Regions from separate parts of the Ovis aries genome. Here region 2 is linked to region 1. A link is a contact called in public Hi-C data. All regions are on one chromosome and are shown on one strand. The core of a region is the stretch at or near the end of the contact, and the rest is flanking DNA. Distances in the headings are between cores, read along the strand shown. Region 1 holds the start of INHBE (inhibin subunit beta E). Region 2 overlaps R3HDM2 (R3H domain containing 2).

Region 1 (3,288 bases), core at 421-2,920:
GGAGGTGTGGGTCAGGAACCTGATGCCTCCAGCCACAGAGGCCCTCTGCCTGGGGACCCCTAGGTTGATCTCTTCACTCCAGACCCCCAGGTCCTCTTGCTAGCTGCAGCCACAGGCCTCTACCACCATATCCGGCACATCTGTCTTGACCACGTTGCCATCACGGTCAAGGTAGAGGAGAGAGAGAGGCCTTCGGGCAGTAGGGACACAGCAGGAAGTACCCAAGGGCCAAGGGTTGTTGGCCTTGAGGAGGCTGAAGACAGCGGAATGGAAGGAGGCGGCGATGCCGGGGCTGCCAGCCAGGTGGGGGGGACACTGGCCACTGCAGAAATTCAACCGGTACCCCTCGGGTTGCAGGATCCAATCCCGCCATCCCAGCTCCTGGAAGTCTACATAATGGTCTCGCCGACAGCATAAGGGGGTCGCCGGCTCACAGCTGGGGGTCCTCCTCCTGGCCCGGGCTGCTCCAGGCCATTTGGGCCGAGTCTTAAGTTCCAGGAAGGGCCGCTGCTCTCCCGCTGAGTCCAGGAGCTGTGGGGCGACAGTGCGGTTGCCTTCTAGGGAACTGCAGTCCAGTCGGAGTTTCAAGACACCAGACTCCTCACGCTTCAAGCCGCTAGAGGGCAGAGTCAGGGCGTGCCAGCCCGGGGTTGTCAACTGGTGCTCAGCCAGAAAGACGCGGGACCCTCGGCCTCTCCTCCTGCCCCCCCATCGGAAAATCCTCAAGGAAAGAGGGCCGGGAAGGGTGGGGAGCACATGCAGCCAGAGGCGAGCATGATACAGGTGATGGGACCGAGGAGTGGACAGGTGGAAGGTGAGCGTGGAGCTGCAGGTGGCGGTGGAGGAGTCTGCCAGAAAGATGGAGAAGGGATTGGAGAATGTGAGCGGAGATGATGCTGTCCCGTGAGACTCCCAAGAGCCCTGCCCGCCGCTCTCGCCAGCTCCCAACTTCGGAAGAAGCAGGGACTCCGAGGCCAGTCCGGCTCCAGTTCCTCCTCTTCCTTCCAGACCCGACTCCCTCTGCTCCTGCTATCATTGTCGAGTTCCCCTTCTGCCTCCCTGCCCTGTCAGCTCTCTGCCTGTCTCTCCTTCACCCACCTGTGAGGACTGCAAAGCTGATGACCTGCTCCCCATTCGCTGGAGCCACTCTTCCCCGCTGCAGTCTCCGGAGGGCTCTGGTGAGCACAGCCGGGGGTGGAGGATGAGTCATCCGGGGACGACTGGTCAGCTGTAGTCCCTCGAGGATTTGCTGCTTGGCCAGCTTGAGGACCAGAGCTCGCTCTGCTTGGGGTGCCAGTGTGGGGCCCCCACAGGACGGACACGCAGACCCTGCCACCTGTGCCCACACCAGTGCCCACAGCAGCACCAGTTGGAGCTGGACCTTGTGGAGTCCCATGGCCTTGGTGGTGAACAGCCCAGGGTCAGGTCGGGGGCCTTGGAGGACCGTTGCTCCTCCTGTCGAGTCTGGCTGTGTGGAGGCCAATGAGGAGGACACGGCAGCTGCAGCCACCAGTGCCACACCTACCCTTGGCCAAGGGTAGAGCCACCTGTCTTCTGTTGCCTGGAACTCAGGAAGGCAGACAGTGGATGGTCCAATGGGTAGCGATGTTCAGTGCAGTCTGCCAGTTCGACCCTCACAGCTCATGTCTGACTACTGACCGGGGCCTCTCTGGAGCCAGCAGCCTAGGGCTCCCTCACCTAGTGGTCAGCAGGCAGACCTACCCTCTGAGCCCCAGGATTGGCCAGCTGTGCTGCCCATCAGGCCCCTGCCGTGGGTGGAGGTTCCCCCCTGGAGCTCAGGTTTCACCATCTGGCCCTGGTCACGGAGCTTGAGGTAGGGGTGGGGGGGTGGGGGGCGATGTGGACACGTATGATGCAAGAAGGAGGAGGATTTCACAGGCTCAATCCCCAAGGTCTGGGGCTCGGGGGAGGGAGCTCCATGTGAGCAAGGAAGGAAGGTCACTTCCCCCCATACCTCCAGTCTGTCTAGCTCCTGGCCTCCACTGTTGCAGCAGTTTCCATGAGGCAGCTGGGAGTCTCAGTGGTTATTTTTCTGGGCTAGAAGGAGAACTTGGTTCTTTTTGATTTCTAGCAATGGGGCTGGGACAAGGGCGAGAGGCCGGGGGGCTGGCGGTAGGAATGGAGTCCTCTTGCCCAGGCCAAGGTGGCAGTGTCATGGGGCACAGAAGTTACCTCCTGACCTTGCCTGTGCTGGCTGCCCAGAGTCCAGTTGGACCAGAGCACAACGTGGACGAGGGCTGGAGCCTGGGCGGGGGATGGCATGTCACTGTGATGTCTGGGGAAACCTGGAGAGGTGGGGGTGGTGGTGATGCAATATTACATCAGGGCAGAGTCCATCAAGGATGGCAGAAGGGCATGAGACTTGGAAGGGCCTGTCCCAGACATTGGTTCTCTTTCAGGGGACTCCAAGAGCTGCCTAGATTTGGGGTATCCTAGGAGTGGTGCCAGCCTTGGTTAATGATGGGACATTGAAGATTTATGAGCTTTTAAGAACAAAACATAGCCAGTATAGCAACCTGAGTCCCAACCCCAGCCTTCCTTATCACACTCCTCACTGCCTTTAAATGAGAGGACCAAGGCCTCATGTCATCAGCCTTTCTCCTTATGCCCCAGTTTCTTCAAGAAGCTGGGAGGAAGTGAGTGTGTTTTGGGAAATGGGCCCCTATTCCAGTTTGTTAATCTCCCGGCTATTCAGCCATTGGGGGCTCTCAAGATAGACTGCTAGATTCTGGCACAGGGGAAGAGAGGTGGCACTTTGGGGGCCGGGACTCAGTACCGCCAGTGTCCACCATGTGGCAGTGCTGAGCCGCTGGACAGCAGAGGGCTTAGCGCTGACCAGCTTCCCAGGGAAGGGGCTGCTCTGGGATGTGGAGAAATTCAGAGGGCTTGCTTCCCCACCTCTCCCTCTGGGGACCCTGCCTCTACGCAAGAAGAATGAGAAGCTGGTGCCTCAGCTCTCTCCGCTTGCCGCTGCCGGAAAGCTGAGGCTGTCATCAGGACCACATCACTGCTACCTTCAGTTCAGTTTTGGACCTCATCCCTGACATGTGGCAATGGAGGGCAGTGATGGGTGCCATGCTACAGCACCTGTGGTGGGGAGGGGGCCAATGAGACTTTTAGACCCTCTCTCCACCCTGCCTTTCTCCCTAGATCTTGAGTCATATTCAAGTCCCTTTGGCCAGGGCTCTGCCGAGCTGCCAGGGCCCTCTCTGTTGGTCAAGCTTGTGAGTGACAGCCCTCTCACCCCCTGGGGTCTGGACCCTAGAA
Region 2 (3,399 bases), core at 372-2,871, 180 kb after region 1:
GCCCAGGGCATTAGGCTTAGGTTGTATGTTGCCTTCCAGAAACGCTGTGGATTTGATTATTTTTGCGTTGGCCCCCTCAGCAGTGAGGTATTTGAAGAAGGTCAGTTGCAGTTTTTTGGCCTAAGGACACTGGTGCCGGTGGGGCTCCTAGGATGGGAGATACAGGGCCCAGAGCAGCTGAAGTAAAGAGGGAGTTGTTAAAGGCATGACGCTTCACCACTGCGCACTTCCCCTGCAGCCCTTCCACAAGCTGTGTTGGTGAAGACCCTGCCCCCTCTGGCAGGGGAAGGGAAGATGGGAGCCTGTTGTTGGGAGTGTTTGTGCTCTCTGATTAGATGAACCCTAGAGGGTGGGGGAGGGGCACAAATTGGGGAGTAGGATACAACAGATGCTGTGTCTCCTGAGCTGTTCTTAGACCTCCCCCCACTTCTTTCCTTTCCTTTGACCGATGCTACCTGAGAAAAGCAATCATGCTCACTTCCCAGCATGACTGGTGCCCAGGGCAGAGGCTGCAGCATTTCCTGTCACAGGAAGCAGTGTGATGCTGGCGGCAGTGGCAGCCCCAGGGCGCTGAGCCACGAAGCAGCACTGCCGCAGGTTTCGATCTAGCGACCCCCAGCCCCGTGTCTGCCACCACACACACACGTGAACTTGGCCTGTCCGTCCACAGGAATACAGGCTGTGGGCCAAGAGCAGACCCTCACGCTAGACAATCCCGTGGGGAGGCGGAGCTCCTGCCCGGCTCTCCCCGCAGGAACTGTCCCTCAGACTGCTTCTCCCTGACCCCTTACCTTGTTTTTCACCGTGAGGAAGATTCAGGACTTGGTATTCCTCCTCAGTGAGCCCTTTCCTTCCCCCAGCCTGTGAGAGGGTAAACCTACATCCATGGTTGCTTAGACTAAAGCCCCACGGCTGCATCCTGTCAGTGAAACCTTCCGAGGGTCTCACCCTCCCCCTCCATCCCTGCTGTCGCTGCTTTAACTCATAGCCATTGTGTTCTGTTTCAGTAGACTTCTAACTAGTCTTCCAGTTACAGTCTCCCCCTCCCTTCGGCCATCTTACATTTGGCCACTGGGGTTAGCTCTCTGAAGCACAAGTCCTATTTCCAACACCTCTGGGTTACAACCCTTACCTGAATGTGCTTCGAATTCTTGACACCAGCTCTTTGTTTAATGTCCAACTCTCTAATAGACTGCTCATCCCATTGGGGTAGAGACCAGTTTTTTGTTGTTGTATACCCAGTGCCTGGCATAGGAACTGGTAAATGTTCCATAAATGTTTATTGAATAAATGAAGAGATGTATCTCATCCCCTAGTGCTTCCCCTACATAGCTCCTGGGCCTTCCTTAGCACCTTGAATTATTTGTCATTTCCTGAATGTGACATATATCTCTATGCCATTCCCTCTACTTGAAGTGTTCCAACTCACCCTATCCTTGCCCAGGAATTAATGTCCTGGATCTGGTTTAGTGAAGCTGTGCACATTTATCTCCTCTTGACCAACCAGAGATCACTGACTTATCTGCAGCCATTACCAGAAAAGCCGGCACGTGCCTGCAGCCCTGGCCTAGGCTCCAAACTGGGGCCTGTACCACGCCCAGACGCTTGAGCAATCTGATCTGGACATTTGGTAATACCTAACTATGACAGAATGGAGTAGTTTTCGGCCAAGCCTATCAAAGTACCCCTCAACCAGGGGAAGGCCAGGAGAGCATTGGCATCTTCCCCTCAAATTTCCACTGGTTTGAGGAGAGAGAGTCAGAGACCAAATCAGCAACTGTCTCAGATTCCTGGCAGGACACAGTTTAAGTGACCCTGAAGCCGTAGGTGGATTTGCTTACTGGCTTTCCCACTCAGGGTTAGCTGACAGGCTAAAATGTAGTTTGAATTCCCAACCAACTGCTTTTTCCCTGCCACTCAGGAGTGTCACCTTCTGGACCGGGTGTGGTGGTCATGCAGCTGAATGTCCCTAATGGACCCCAGCCTCCCCAGAACCCGCCCATGGTCCAGTGGAGTCACTGTAAATATTACAGCATGGACCAGCGGGGTCAGAAGCCTGGAGACCTGTACAGTCCTGAGAGTAGCCCCCAGGTGAGTCCTGCAGCCCAGCTTTATCTTGGCAGGGAGGTGACCAGAGTCTTTTCAGGAAGCAATCTTTACCATTGACCATGCAGCCTCTCTTACTTGTGCACTCTTTTACCCTGGACACTTTTCAGAAGAAACACAGGAAAGAGAGGAGGGAGCATCTTCTTTCAAGGAACCTAAGACCTAAGGTGGCAGATAGGACGCATGTTTAAAAACGCTAAGGGAATACGTAAAACAGGTTGTCAGGAAGTGAATATTAAAATAATACCAACTAATTAGGCACCCCGGGGGCCAGTGTGAAGGAGCACTCTGACTTTGACAGAGTTCAGCAAGAGAAGCTTCCTGAGAGAGGTAACTTTCAAGCCGAGTCATAGGAGCAATCCAGAGGGCAGAGTCTGGTGGATATGTGATGTGTACTCCGCTCTCTCCCACAGGCCAGCACACAGATGAGCAGCAGCCCTGTCACATCTCCTACTCAATCTCCAGCACCCTCTCCTGTCACCAGCCTCAGCAGCGTCTGCACAGGGCTCAGTCCCCTTCCTGTCCTCACACAGTTCCCCCGGCCTGGAGGTCCTGCACAGGGTAAGGGTTCAGTGAGGTGGGCTGCTGTCAGCTGTCAAATTCACCCGTTGCATCCCATTCCCAAGTGGGGAGATCAGGAAGGGAGCAGTAGACAGAGAATCACTGTGGCTGGCCCTCCCGTTCGTGGAAGCCAGCTCTTCCTTTAATGTCCCTGCTTGGGCCAAAGACACACCCCTCTTTAGTGCTGCCCATAGTTACCTTAACTCTAGATCTCCTTTACGTATTTAGTATTTCCTTTCAAGTCCCCAAAGACTGTGAGCCAGGGAAAAGAAGTTCCCTGAACTTTCTAATGAACAGCAAAGAGTTTAACCTATCAGTACTGAGTCTGAGGCCTGGGAATATGGGGTGTGTCAGAAACAGTATGGTTTTAGAAAAGGGAATGCTGGATTTGAGTGAAAAGACGTGGGTTCACCCCCAACTTACTGTGACAGACAGAAGCTTAGAACAGCTGCTCGTTGCTGTCTTTTCCCTGGTAGACACCAAAAGAGGGCTCAGCTGTGACTGTTGCAGGCAAGGAGGGAACGTCCTGGCACTTCTGCTGTTCTTTTGATCAGAATCACAAGTTATAGGAGTCTGTTGAGATGCCACCCAGCTTGTGGGAGTCCTGCTCCCTGCACCTGGGCAGGTGGGGGACATGGCCCCTTCCTCCAGCCTGGGGTGGGTGAACCAAAGAACCTAGTCCCAAGCCACCGAGCCCCAGATGACCACGTCCCTCCCATGATCAGGAAACCA

The links. Hi-C and Micro-C count contacts between places; a contact is called where the count stands out from the background.
Region 2: a contact with region 1 is called in a Hi-C map of tail adipose tissue, with 3 times the contacts expected there. The contact joins the enhancer-like site here to the promoter of INHBE in region 1. A contact is called at or near these places in 10 of 16 Hi-C or Micro-C datasets (hypothalamus, liver, mesenteric adipose tissue and 5 more).

What each region holds. Positions count from the first base shown.
Region 1 is chr3:162,183,331-162,186,618 of ARS-UI_Ramb_v3.0, forward strand. It overlaps INHBE (inhibin subunit beta E), which reads right to left and starts at 1,671. Exons shown (of 2, transcript XM_004006544.5): 1 at 1,099-1,671; 2 at 1-848. The coding sequence starts at 1,396. The coding sequence ends at 100.
Region 2 is chr3:162,363,865-162,367,263 of ARS-UI_Ramb_v3.0, forward strand. It overlaps R3HDM2 (R3H domain containing 2), which reads left to right. Exons shown (of 26, transcript XM_060412920.1): 21 at 1,922-2,091; 22 at 2,520-2,667. All of the region lies in intron 1 of LOC121819133 (a long non-coding RNA gene), which reads right to left. Among named protein-coding and RNA genes, the nearest start is that of NDUFA4L2, 7.1 kb to the right of the region's middle. Within about 2 kb of position 1,622, at least 6 of the 54 cell types and tissues checked have an H3K27ac peak or open chromatin away from gene starts, as enhancers often do. A contact at or near this core is called in tail adipose tissue, where this site is marked.